2 separate regions of the Canis lupus genome follow, and region 2 is linked to region 1. A link is a contact called in public Hi-C data. All regions are on one chromosome and are shown on one strand. The core of a region is the stretch at or near the end of the contact, and the rest is flanking DNA. Distances in the headings are between cores, read along the strand shown.

What was found. A called contact is a pair of places that touch in the nucleus more often than the background predicts.
Region 2: a Hi-C map of amygdala shows a contact between it and region 1, with 4 times the contacts expected there. The contact joins the promoter of RPS10 here to the promoter of SMIM29 in region 1. A contact is called at or near these places in 3 of 9 Hi-C or Micro-C datasets (amygdala and blood).

The regions. Positions count from the first base shown.
Region 1 is chr12:3,718,392-3,720,990 of UU_Cfam_GSD_1.0, forward strand. It overlaps SMIM29 (small integral membrane protein 29), which reads right to left and starts at 1,317. Exons shown (of 5, transcript XM_038553783.1): 1 at 1,164-1,317; 2 at 1-89. The coding sequence starts at 16.
Region 2 is chr12:3,898,037-3,900,635 of UU_Cfam_GSD_1.0, forward strand. RPS10 (ribosomal protein S10) reads right to left here and starts at 1,306. Exons shown (of 6, transcript NM_001252045.1): 1 at 1,251-1,306; 2 at 305-454; 3 at 1-77. The coding sequence starts at 454.

The sequences.
Region 1 (2,599 bases), core at 67-2,566:
CTGTAGTGTTACTCATGACCTCGGCAGCCGGAGGGCTGGGTAGTCAGCATGGGCAGTTGAGCCTCGGGAGGGCGCCTCCACTGGGCTCCCTGGGGAGGAGGAAGGGAGGTTATCAATTTCACCCAGAGTGACAGCCAAGCTCTGGATCCCTCCCCAGGAGCTGGTGATGTATCAAAACTTGGGTCGGGCACTGGGACGAGGTATCCTCCAAGTCAGTGTGCTGGGTTTAACCTTACAGTGAGTGACTCACTGGATACCCTGAATGTAGAAGACACCAAGGGGAGGCCCAGAGTCCTGCCCAGCCCCTATCCCCCCAAATCAGGGTGAGGCCCCAGTCAGGTGCTGGCCAGACATCTGCACATCTGAACCAAGAAAAGCTTAGATACATGATCTGGGCTTCTGTAGCAACCCCTCCGGACACTGGGCTGCCAGCACCTATCCACTGGAGCAAAAGGAAAGATCTGACAAAAAGCATGAGGGTCCTGCACTGGGGGGCCGCGGGGGTGAGGCAGGAGCATCTGGAGGAGCCTGCCTCAGTCTCGCCCAATCCCCACACTTTAGGCAATAGGCCCTCCCTAGGCCGGGCTGGTCCCTGGCGTTCCTGCAGACACACAGCCGGGACAGCCTCTCCCCTACTGGTCTCGTGCCAGGGTGGACACGGGTGGGCAGGGCTGGATTGTATCTGCGAGGTGATGTCACCTCCCTCTGGTCCCCACCCGGGGCTCCGCCCAGGTCCCTCCCCTCTTAGCCTGGGCTGCCAGGCGGAGGTGAGAGGGTCAGTTCCCGTCGAGAGATGCAAGGAGATGGTCCATGGGCTCCTCACGCAGACCCCAAGTCCCCGACCCCGCTTCGCCTGGGTCTCCACTGGACGGCGAGGTATGAACTACCTGTCCCGGTGTCCGTGGGGGCAGCGAGCTTGCACAGTCGCATGCACACCGTCCCATGGTCGAGGGGACATGCCGAGGTGGGGCGGGTGTCGGGCCGCTCCGAGGATGCGGACCAGCATCGGCGAGTGGGAGGTCGTTCCCACGGCGCTGGGCGACTCGGCCGAGGGAGGGAGGTTTGGGGGTTGCGCAGAGGGCCCGGGCCTCCCGGAATCCGGCCCCCCGGGATGCGGCCCCGCGCCGGCGCTCTGCAGCCCGGCCCACCCGATCGTGCCTTACCTCCCGCCGCCGCAGCCCGGACAGGAACGCCCTCGCCTTGCTCCCAGGCCCCGGAAGAGCCGGCAGGCGCGTGATCAAAGGACCCGGGGAAATGGGCGGGGCCTCAGCGCCGGGACGCAGCCAATCCGGTGGCGGAAGGCGGACGGCCCGGAGGCTTCTGGAGCGGCCAATCCGGAGGCGAGGGCCCAGGCTGCAGGGCCCACCCCCCGGCGGCAGGGGGCAGCCGAGCGCCGCGCAGCGGGGGGAGGAGAGCGCGCGGGGTGGGGGCGGGGCTGGGGCGGCTTCCCGGCGTCCCCCGGGGCGGAGCCCGGCGAGCGCGGCCCGCGAGGCGGCCGTGGTCCCTGCGTCGGGCTTCCTCGTCCTTCTGGGTGCAGCCCGGGTGTCCCGCCAAGCGGCTCCCGAGCTTAGGTCAGGCGCGGGCTGCTCTCCCCTGCCCGGGGCCCGCAAGGACTCCGCGAGTGTTCCTGGTGCCCAGGGTGCCCTCTGCGCTGTGCTCGGAGGCACATGGAACAGGCAGCCCGGCTTCGCCCCTGCCTGGCCGTGGGACCTGGCCCGCGCTTGGCCTCCAGCCTTTTCTGCGCCTGGGTCCTAACGTCTGCCACACGGGCCCTTGTGAGGATCACACGATGCCCCGGATAAGGAGTCTGGCACATACCGTGCCCTGTTAGATCCCCCGCGAACCTCCGTCGGTTTTGACGGCGCACGTGCAACAGCAGGGAGCAGTCCCCGCCCGGGGTCACCACGTGCAACAGCAGGGTGCAGTCCCCGCCCGGGGTCACCACGTGCAACAGCAGGGTGCAGTCCCCGCCCGGGGTCACCACGTGCAACAGCAGGGTGCAGTCCCCGCCCGGGGTCACCACGTGCAACAGCAGGGTGCAGTCCCCGCCCGGGGTCACCACGTGCAACAGCAGGGTGCAGTCCCCGCCCGGGGTCACCACGTGCAACAGCAGGGTGCAGTCCCCGCCCGGTCACCACGTGCAACAGCAGGGTGCAGTCCCCGCCCGGGGTCACCAGCAACTTGAGAAGTGGGTAAATTCGGAAGCTTTACTGGCGCGATCATTAATGCCACACACTGGAGATGGATTGATGGATTCTTACCGATGTCAGCACCCTGGCTGTGATATTCTGGTATAGTTGTGCAAAGGGAAGCTAGGCAAAGGATACAAGGGATCTCTCTTGTTCGTTCTTTCTTTCTTTCTTTTCTTTCTTTCTTCTTTCTTTCTTTCTTTCTTTCTTTCTTTCTTTCTTTCTTTCTTTCTTTCTTTCTTTCTTTCTTTCTTTCAGATTTTATTTATTTATTCATTAGAGACAGGCAGAGACACAGCAGAGGGAGAAGCAGGCTCCACGCAGGGAGCCCCATGCGGGGCTCGATCCTGGGACCCCAGGATCACGACCTCAGCCGAAGACAGACACTTAACCGCTGAGCCACCCAGGCT
Region 2 (2,599 bases), core at 56-2,555, 180 kb after region 1:
ATACCCTCGTTGGTAAGGTACCAGTAGAAATGTCTCCAAGCAAACTGTTCCTTTACGTAGCCTCGGGATTTGAGAGACTGTAAGACAGAAAGAAAACCACCGTCAAGACACAAGCAGAGACTTCAATCTAGCAACTCAGTGCAAAAGGAAGCTACGTTGCATAGACAAGTTTTCACGGTGTATCTACCTCAGCGCCCTTGGAGGCAACAAGCTGCTTGGCTGTCCTGACCTCTCCTTGGAATCTGCCTCTAGTTTAGTGGAAAATCCCTCCATCTGCACCCCACTCCAGCAGCCCCCAGGCTACCTGCATGGCCTTCATGACGTGAAGGTTGGGCACATTCTTGTCGGCCAGTTCAGGGTGTTTGGGCATGTGGACGTCCTTCTTTGCCACCATCACCCCCTCCTTGAAAAGGAGTTCATAAATGGCGATTCGGTTCTTCTTGGGCATCAACATCTGGAATGAAGCAAAATCATCCGGAGCGTTTCTAAGCAGTGCAGCTAGGGGCCAGCCGGGTGAGCTACGTGCAAGACCCCAGCACGACCACCCCGAACCCCGTCCAACGGGCTGAAACCTCAAACCACAGCACAGAAAACATGCAGGGAGATCTTGAAACCCTGCAAAACGGAACGCCGCCAGTGACCCTCCTCCACTCCCCAGAGACGCGTGAGAAGACAGCTGCCGTGACACTGGAGCAGAAACAGGGGCAGGGCTCCCGAACGCTCCAGACCCACGGAGGAGTAACGGGCCAGGGGGGCGCGGGCGCAAACCCCGCACCCCGGGGCACTTGGGGAGGATCAGCAACTGTACGCAGCGCGGAAGGGCGCGGCACACTTTCGGGGACGCAGGGAGGGTCTGGAGGGCCCTCCGTTCGTGGCGGGCCGCGGACCCAAAAGCAAAGGGCCGAGCAAGGAGGCCCGCACCTTCACCCCCTTCCATTCTTCCCTCAAACTAGAGCTCCAGGGCCGGGCAAGGAGGCGGCCCGCGGCGAGCGGGCAAACGAGGCGCAGCTTCCCTCACCTCGCCTGAGGCTGGCCGCGACACAAGGGCTTCACACCTCCCCTCCTCGGCCTCCGCCGACGGGACGCCAGTCCTCTCCTACTAGAGCCCCCCGGCCCCCTCACTACTCAAAAACGGGCGTGCTAGGAGCGGGAGAGCGGCCCCCCGCCCCGTCCCCGGGGAGGAGCAGCGACTGCGACAGCCGGAGAGCCAGGATGGACGCCGATGGGAGCCGGACCACGGAGAAACTCACCTTGGCGCCTGCTACGACCCGGACCGGGGCTGGAAAGGAAGGGGCATGCGCGGCGCGGCGCGGCGTCTCTTCCGGGCTGGCGTGCCCCGCCCCCCCGCGAGGACCCGCGGGCTGCCTGGGGTGGCCTCGGCGGTGCCTGACAGGCCGCCGCGGACCCTGAGCGCTCCCGCGGCGCGCGTACGTGGAGCGGACGCTGGCACCTGTGAGCCTGGTGCCGGGCGGAAGGCGGTTGCCTTGGTGCTGGGACTGGCGCCTCGGAAACGCGCTGCTCCTTGACCTCCCACGGATGACCTGTGATTATGGAAGTGATAGATGTTCTTTGAACGGAGACAGGACAGACAAAACGATAACAATAATAAAAGAATGAAAACAGCATCCTATGGGCCAAATGTAATGGCTCTTAACATTTTGGTATCTGCTCTTCCAAACTCAGATGCACCCGCGCAAATACATACATGTACGTATTTAACAAAGACGGGCTGTTTCGCGCGTACATTATGTAAGGTGTGGTTGGTGACCTTGGCTTTTCCGCTTCCCGACACCTCATGAATGTCTTTTCGTGTTAATGCCTACGGTTGTAATGACAGGAGCCCACTGGTGGATAGTTTGATCAACACTATGACTGGATACATATTTTAAGACCCTTCACTATTATAGGTGACAATACTACACACATATTTGCACAACTGCCCCAATATATTTTCCTTAGGATGCATGCATTCCTGCAAGTTGTAATTGTTGAGTAACAAAGCACCCATTTTTACGTTTTTTACACACTCCGCATTGACTTCCAAGAAGGCATCATCCATTTCATTCTAGTCAGCAGTTATTAACAAGGCTCACTTCCCTTTTAACCCTGCTGGGATTGGATAATGTTCTTATTCATATTTGCCAGTCTGATAAATAAGAAATATTAATTTCGTTGCTCTTTTAACTTACTTGTTTTGATTACATCTGTGGCTCAACATTTTTCTTTTTAGGCATTTGTATTCCTTCTTTAATAAATCGTTCATTTCCACGATCAGTTTTCCTACTGAAAGTTTTTTCCTGCTGATTTGAAATCACTCTTTACATATGAAAGCTATTAATCCTTTGTCACATACTTTTCCAAAAATTTCCCCCATTTTTTCATTTGTCTTGATTTTCATGGTATTTTGAAGTAGAAGTTTCACATTCCTTCATATCCAAATCTTTATGGCTACAGACTTTGGTACAATGCTTAAAAAGTCACTTAACCCATCTCAAGATTATGTAAATATTAACCTAGTTTCTTCAAATATTTTTGTGGTCTTACTATATAGAAATAAATATTTGGGGGTTCCTGGGTGCCTCAGATGGTTGGGCGTCTG